2 separate regions of the Mus musculus genome follow, and region 1 is linked to region 2. A link is a contact called in public HiChIP or PLAC-seq data. All regions are on one chromosome and are shown on one strand. Each heading gives the region's core, a stretch centred on a gene start, on an enhancer-like site or on the middle of the called end of the contact. The rest is flanking DNA. Distances are from core to core; before and after follow the strand shown.

What was found. HiChIP or PLAC-seq counts read pairs in DNA pulled down with a chosen protein or histone mark.
Region 1: a contact with region 2 is called in a CTCF HiChIP or PLAC-seq map of the NIH/3T3 cell line, with 12 read pairs. The contact joins two enhancer-like sites. A contact is called at or near these places in 1 of 15 datasets of contacts at CTCF or cohesin (the NIH/3T3 cell line), 1 of 484 Hi-C or Micro-C datasets (bone marrow-derived macrophages) and 1 of 115 datasets of contacts at active chromatin or transcription factors (bone marrow-derived macrophages).

Annotation. Positions count from the first base shown.
Region 1 is chr10:67,745,133-67,749,444 of GRCm38.p6, reverse strand. It overlaps Gm40681 (a long non-coding RNA gene), which reads left to right. Exons shown (of 3, transcript XR_871797.3): 3 at 207-293. Among named protein-coding and RNA genes, the nearest start is that of Gm40681, 31 kb to the left of the region's middle. Within about 2 kb of position 1,889, at least 29 of the 459 cell types and tissues checked have an H3K27ac peak or open chromatin away from gene starts, as enhancers often do. A contact at or near this core is called in the NIH/3T3 cell line, where this site is marked.
Region 2 is chr10:67,649,334-67,653,361 of GRCm38.p6, reverse strand. No RefSeq gene overlaps it. Among named protein-coding and RNA genes, the nearest start is that of Gm32515, 13 kb to the left of the region's middle. Within about 2 kb of position 1,616, at least 19 of the 459 cell types and tissues checked have an H3K27ac peak or open chromatin away from gene starts, as enhancers often do. A contact at or near this core is called in the NIH/3T3 cell line, where this site is marked.

The DNA of each region.
Region 1 (4,312 bases), core at 640-3,139, 96 kb before region 2:
TGGGATTTTAGGACACACTGAGAAGATACATCCCCATAGAGAAGCCTGGAATGTGGTCATTTCTCCTTTCTGGAACTCAGGGCTGATGTGTCCCTATAGAACATGCTGCGATGGGCTCCTTTCTCTTGATATTTTCTTCTGTGACAGGGGACCTAAGGACCTAGAGACTGTTTTGTTGATTCTGATTGGCCTTTCTTGTTCTCCAGGTATGGTGGCATTTAGATACTGTCCTTGGGAATTACCCATGTTCCTCGTTTATTTGTACCTGCCTACTAAAACAGAAAAACAAAAGGTACCCTATGGTAATGTATGACCTGCTGTTATCAACAGAAATAAAGTATCCATTTGTCATGATTCCTCCCTCATTTATAAAATCAAGAGGAAGTTGATGATGGCCTATTATGTAAACACTCTGTGCTACAGCTATATTTGTATTAGATACTTTCTGTCCACGTATACTTATGTGACTTGTTAGGAGCTAATGATTTTCCTTAGACAGCCTCAACCTATTTTGATGAAGCAGCCTTGGATTTCTTTGGTTTAGTTTGCGATACTCCACTGAGGACATCCCAGGGCTTACAGGCCCCATGCTTCTTCCCCTTTCTAGCCTCATGTCAGAAGTTCCTCAGGAATCCAGTTCTGAAAATCACTAGAGGGTGTGCATTGTGCGAACCCATGAGAACATACACTGTTCCCCATTCTCTGACTTACTCTCTGGTTCTTTTCTGACCAGATTACACTGAGAGTGAGTCAAGTTATTTTTTTTTCTTTTATCCAAGTCCCTGGAAGTTGGTCCGTAGCCTGGACTCACCTCGTTCCTATATAGACACGGCTAAGAGACTCATTCGAAATCTGACTCATTAGCTCAGGAGACACAGCACCGAATCCATGTTCTTTACATAAAGTGGAAATGATACTTAGCCAGCAGTGCCACAGATGGAGATCCAGCTGCATAGTAATATAATAATAAGCAGATTGCTGATGTCAGCGACTAGGGTGCTGCAGCCTGCTCAAAGCTTTTGCTACTCTAGCATCTTCTTTCATTCAAAACCTGTTGTGCTTATGTGCCCTTTGAATGACAGGTCATCTTCAAATTTCACCAAGTGCTCCCAATCCAAGATGGCTGGGGGTACTTAGGAGCTCGTGCTGAAGCTTTGCCGGGCAAGAAGCAGCTGTCACCTGAAAAAAGAGGAATAGCATGAATCCACAGATTTCCTTAGAACCCATGTCTCCAGACAGTGCCCAGACACTGGAGGAAGTCTGAAGCTTTAGAACTCACCACAGTGTAAGTGAGAGAGGGGAATTCTTCACATGCAGCCGATGAAATAATGGGTAACTGGTCTCTAGCAAATGGCCAGACATTTCCAAGAAAAGACTCAAGCGACAGCTCTCCAGTCATTACATGGAGGTACACGGGTCTCGTCGGGGGGGGGGGGGGGCTCAAGATAAATAGCATGATGACTGCACTTTGTATTTCTCCAAGTGAGCCTGTAGGGGAATCAGCTAAATGACATGAAAATGGTCATCTGTTATGGATGAGAATAATAACCCCATAAAGTCATTTTTATCCCGAGTTCAGATCCGCCTGCTTCTCTCCCCTCTCTTTCCACATGCTGTAATGGGATAAGTGGTGTTTTCAATCAGGGAGGGATGGGGGAAATTAAGAAGCTTCAGGAAAACTGTATCCCGACTTTCCAAGCCCTGTCTAGGCCAGTCTACGGTCTAGGCAGAGGCTGCCTTCCTCCTGCCTGGAGATTTCCATGGCCAGCGGAAGCAAGGCAGGGACAGCTGAAAATAATTGCCCTTGTGACCCTTTCCCAAGGAGATCCTAAGGTTGAAGGCTTGGAGACTCAGCTTGTTGCCATCCTGCCTTCATTTCTCTGGGTAAGAAGTCATGCTGAATGAATTTGTGATTCACTTCATAAACACTTGAGGGAATGGTTTCTTGCCTCCTTGAGCCATGTTTTGAAATCTGGTCTGCACCACCCTTCAAAATATAAAAGAAAAAAAATAAAGGAAAGCTTTAATAAACCAAATGACTGCTTTGCTCAACAAAGGCAAAGAGTGTCTCTATTAGTGTTCATTATGGGAGAGTCTGCCCCAGTAGGGTGTGCATGACGTAGGTATCAGCCCTGACTGACTGGGGGGCGGGTAGTTTACAGAGAGAATGACTACATTTCAAATGGTTTGAAAACATATTTATAAAGTCTAGAAATGTAAGGTGACTTTATTTATTCTGCATCTATGTGGCAAATTTATCAGATCCAACTGCTTTCCTAAGAACACCCCCTACTCACTGAAGAAACCTTCTTCATTTGAAATATGCATTCTTTCTCTTTGGAAATTCATTACATTAAAGTATATGGGAGGGGTAGGGAGAAGACCTAGTTAGCAAAGTGTTTACATTGAAAGTACAGGGACCTGAGTTTGATCCTCAAACCCCACATTAATTAGAAGGAGGAGGAGGAGGAGAGGAAGAGGAAAAGGAAGAGGAAGAAAGAGGAGGGGGAGGAGGAGAAAGAGAAGGAGAAGGAGAAGAGGAGAAGAAGAAGAAGAAGAAGAAGAAGAAGAAGAAGAAGAAGAAGAAGAAGAAGAAGAAGAAGAAGAAGAAGAAGAAGAAGAAGAAGAAGAAGAAGAAGAAGAAGGCGGCAAGTATAGGGGTGCTTGTAATGCTAGCCCAGGGGATGCAAGAGGCAGGCAGGTCCCTGTATCTCACTTGCCAGACAGTCTAACCTAAGTGGTAAGCAGGGGGCCAGTCAGAGATCCCTGGCTTAAAAAAAAGGAACAACAACAAAAGTAAGAGTGTCCTCTGGGGAATGACACCAGACATGTTTCTCTGGTCTCCATAGCCGAGCACACACACACACACACACACACACACACACACATACACATTTGTATGCATACCCAGGTGTGTGCACATACCCACATGCTCACACACATGTAACTCTACACAAACTCTATGCTATACTCACGGTATATGATTTTAGAAGAGAAATAAAAAAAGACAGAGAGCATGTATACTCTGCTTACACTGAAACTGAGCAATTGGCTTGGCCCAATCAGCTCAGTTATGAGACTCACATGGACTTTGGCCAACAAGATCTGGATGCTCTTCAAGTAAAATACCAGATGGCTCAACTAACCAGCTCTATCCACCGATATCCAATTGTTTTGCACAGAGAGACTGAGCCTTGAGCAGAGCCTATAGTGTATCAGCTGTCATATTTCATTGACTCCTAAGTGAAGAATAAATCTCTGAGAACATTCTCATTTCCGTAGATGAACAAGTCTTCTATGCCAAGTCTTCCCAACACTCCGTATAGCATAGCAGATTATTCTATTGACAGAGCACATTGCATGTAAAATATAGGGTTCAAAGCCAGAGTAGCTGGTTTCATGACACCCTTGTCTTAGGGATTTACATACCTGTACACGTCATTGACCCTTGGGTAAGGCAGTTGTTTGAAGGCACAATGAATGACATTGCCAAGTGAACAGTGTCTCAAGGCAGGAGATGGCCCCCAACTTCCTCTTATGATATCCACATCATAGACTCTGTCAGCCTAGAACACAGGAAGAAAATAATTAGAATGTTATGAATTCATTAGGTAGAGGATGAACTTTTAGGGATGCTTACAGGAAGATGGCATTGTGAAAAGGATTTCTTATGGGGGAAATTTTGTTTGCTACAAGGACCCATGGTGAAAGATAGTTAGGTACAATAAGCCTACTACCTATGGCCTGTTAGTCTTTAACAATTATCTTGAGGTATGTGTAATTTAGCAACTAAAGCATCTTCCACATTGCTGTTTATGAAGGACTTAGCTCCAAAAGATGCACAGTCTCTCTTCTAAGACCTTCTGATTGGGGCTTTGCTCTCCTTCATCTTGACTTTGTTGCTAATTCCTCTTTATATATAATTAACTTCTATCCAGGGTGCCTTTCTTCCCGATTATTGCTTTCAATGATTTTTCCCACTCACCTCCCTGGCCACCTAGCTGTTTCCTAGAATATCCCACCATGGTTCTTATTTTGCTTTGGGCATATTGGGAATTGAATTCAGTATCCCATACACATTAAGTAGGCACTCTTCCCCTGAAGAGCCAACCTGTACTTGTTGTACAGCTTAGAGTGGAAGAGATGACAGAAGTATTGGTGACAGCCCGGGACAAATAGTAAATTGCCAGGTCAGTGGCTGCAATCGCCCCTGGAGCAGATACAGCTTGTCTAGAACTCTTCCCAGCCTCCATTCCTGTGTCTGATTACCATGACGTCATGTCTATCTGAAGCCTTTCCACTCCCTTACACT
Region 2 (4,028 bases), core at 367-2,866:
CATGGCAGCATCCAGGCAGGCATGGTGCTGGAGGAGCTAAGAGTTCTATATCTTCATCTGAAGGCCACTAGGAAAAGACTGGATTCCAGGCAGCTAGGGCAAGAGACTTAAAGCCCACATCCACAGTGACACACCTACTCCAACAAGGCCACAACCCAAAAAAGTGCTGCTTCCTGGGCCAAGCATGTTCAAACCACCACAGTGCTCTTTGATGTTCCTCATGTGAAATAGCCATTTTAAGGAGAGAGTTAATTGCATCCAGTGTTAAAGAACATGTAATATGGTGACAGGGACTGTGAATTCAGCTCATCAAATGGATCACTTATTACAGAAAGTATTCCATAAGCTTAAAAGTTGGGAATCTTAGCTGAGCAATGTCCCCTTTTGGTAACAATCCATCTATTCCAGGGAGAGATAACAAAGTATAAGAGAGGCTAGAGAGGTGGCTCAGCAGTTAAGAGCATTCCCTGCCCTTTCAGAGGACCCGGGTTGGACTCCCACCAAACGCATAGCAGACCACAGTGGTCTAAACTACAGTTCCAGGCAAGCCAATGCCCCCCTGGGGCCCCCATGGGCGCTATATGTACTTGGTATGCAGACCAAAGAGGTTTTGATGCGAGCAGTAATCATGCATGTGATGTTTTAGATACATCCACTGGGGGAATACTGCCCCAAATAGGTACTGGCAATAGGAAGTGAAAGTCTCTGGCAGGCCCAAGCATGGCAAACATGGCATCCACAGGTTTTACTTTGTACCCTCCTCATTCTTGCTCAAAATCATTAAGAAGATTAGATCACATTCCCAGAGCTAGCCAACAGCATCTGTTCCCTTATTTGGCTATTTCCTCCTCCTGAGGCTGACCGGCAAGGTCCAGCTATCAAAGGATTGAAGTCCAGCAATCAAAAGTCCACTTTTGGCTGCACTCATTAACCTGTCCAACTGAGATTAAGCACCTCATCCTAACTCGGGTGCCTCCCCTTTTAATTTTTTTCTTTACAAACTGCCATTTGCCTACGGGCACATCTGTGTCCTCTGTATCCTGAGGCAGTCCTTTGTCTGTCTGGGGCAAATCTTTCTTCCCTCACTACCTCCCCTGCCCAACGTTTCCCTGCCTTGGTCCCTCTGGGGAACATAAATCTCCTTTGTGCTGAGAACTTGGTCTTGGTGTGTCCTGTGCTGACTCTGGTCCTTTTAGAGTTGGCAAGCTCAGAATCCAGAGCCAATCTAGAGCTCAGAACCTGAGAGCAGATGGGAGAAGCACTTTGTAGGGAAACTGGCAGACCCAATTTAACAGAGAGGAAAAGGTGGAGCTACCATTTGGTGGCTCAAAATATCCTGAACTTGGACACGAATGCCATTTTTAAAAGCTAGATCATGTAGGAAGTAAAAATCAGCCAAGGGTAAAGGCACAAAGACATCCGCCACTCGAGGGAAAGGTCTGTGGATGGCAATGAGCCCCTGAGTCTTCATCTGTGAAATGGGGACATGAGTGTACTCTACAGCTTCCACAAAGAGCTGTATTCTTTCCAAATTTGGGCTTCTTGGGGTCTGGAGTTTCTCTACTCATGATTCACTCTGAGGAGTAAGAGTATGAATCACTCTTTCATTCTAATTATATTTACTCCAACTTAGCTAGGCAGACTTGAGCGTACTGGGAAAGTTTAACTATTGGCCCAATGTCCCTATGTTTGGAAACAAGAGGGCAAGATCTTATCCTTTGCCAAGCTTTGGGACCTCAGTGTGCAAAGCTCCACCCAGAGTTCCTGAGACCTTTCAGTGTCTTGACACATTGGATGAAAATTAGAATTTGGTTTCCTTCCATGTATCTGTGGGCTTTCCATCTGTGGTTCTGCAAACCACAATCAAAAATACTTAAAGGGCTGGAGAGATGGCTCAGCAGTTGAAAGGATTTTCTGCTCTTGCAGAAGACCGAAGTTCAGATTCTAGAACTCACAACCTTCAAGTACTTCAATTCCAAGGGATCCAACATCTTTTCCTGGGCTCCACAGATACTTGAACTCATGCACATATCACACACAAACACACACACACACACACACACACACACACACACACACACACACACACTCACACTGACATAGGACACGGTTTAAAAATAATAAAAATATTTTTAAAGCATATGGAAGATGGTGAGCTGTTATATGTAAATACTGTACATTTTACATAAGCTGGCCACTGCAGATTTTGATATGTAGGGGGTCTTGGTACCAATATCCAATGATGCAGTGAAAATATATAAACAATGTCAAGTAAGAAACAAAACATTCTAGGTGTTTCCACAGGGAGAGTCTAACGGGTAGGATGTGCATACTGCCTTCCCGGTTAGTTTGAAGAAGCCAGGAGAAGGGAATCCTCAGAGCAGGAGGCTGGCAGGACCAGGAGGAAAACACCAAACTCTAGGGGAGACCAGGCCTTAATACAGAAGATGAAAAGCAATTGAGGAAGACACCTAATGTCAACCTCAGACCTCCAAGGGCATACATGTGTGTGTGGACACACATGCGAACATGCACAAGTGAGTGCATACTACATATACAGGTGCAAAAAAGGAAAAAAACTCTACATAGAGTTAACACCAAATAAAGGAAGAAAGGAACAGAGGGAGGGAGGGGGATGGAGAAGGAGGAGGAGGAAGAGGAGGAGGAGGGAAGGAAGGGAGGGTGGAAGGGAGGGAGAAGGGGAGGGATAGGGAGGGATGAAAGAAGGAAAAGAAGAAGGGAGGTAGAGAAGAAGGGAGGGTGGGAAGGGGAGAGAAGGGAAAAGGAGGGAGGGAAAAAAGGAGGAAGAGGATGAGAGAGAGAGAGGATGGAGGGAGAGGGAGAGAAAGAGAAAAGAAAGGAGGGAGGGAGAGGAGGAGAGAGAGGGAGAGAAGGAGGGATACAGGAATCATCTGAACTTCTGGCTTAGTGGTGGATCCCATGGAGCCAGGACTCGGGCTATACAGGAGACAGGCTCAGCTAATGCTACTCTCAAATGAGCTGGGAGAGGCTGGGTCTGGAATTGCCAGGAGAAGCCATTCTCAGCCACGAATACTGAGGCAAAGGTGCCATGGCTGAGGCAATACTGACATGAACAGCCAGGGAGGAAAAAGCACACTCCCTGTTTTCGCCCCTCCTGGAGGGACCTGGCATGAAGCTAGCTAACAAAGAAGAAAGCAGGTTTCAAGTCCCACATTACCAAGAGAGTAGAGAGAGGGAGGGCTGGGGGTCAAAACCACCCGCTCAGTGACTGTCACATAGGATGGCCTTTCCATAGCACATGAATGGAGAAATACCACATTACTGTATTTTCTGAGCGAGCAATTACAACATTACAAGTGTGTGGAGTGGTGGGAGACAGCTAAAGACTCTCCCATCTGCCTCAAAGGAAAGAAAAACAGGGATCTCATGGGGGAAAAGCTGGAATGGTAATTTCGCAAACTGAAGTCGGCCCACCCTGACATGACCACCCATAACTCCCATCCCCTTCAGGGTGCCTGAGACATACACAGATAGAACATGGAGAAGGACATACAATGCCCCTCCCTTGGTTAGTTACACAAGCTCACTCTTAACCCACTAGAGTGAGATCCTCTTGCCAGCCTGGAAGAAGCAGACCCTGTGTTGTGAATTGCTCATGACATAAAGGATCTAGAGTGTAGGTCCTTGCTTCCGACCGTGTTTAAAGTTGACAACATTGTGTATGAGGCTAACTGACCATTGGGCTTCTGGGAACCTCCCATCTCTGCATCCCTTCTCACCATAGGAATGCTGGGATAGCAGACACAGGCAACTGTCCTGGCTTTAAGTGAGGATTGGAACTCAACTCCTCACACTTGTGTAGCAAACGCTTCAGTCACTGAGTCTTCTCTTCTAATAAGTGTGCTTCTGTGGTCATCTGTTACATGCTCTCTTAGTTAGGGTTTTACTGCTGTGAACAGACACCATGACCAAGGCAACTCTCATAAGGACAACATTCCATTGGGGCTGGCTTACAGGTTCAGAGACTCAGTCCATTATCATCAAGG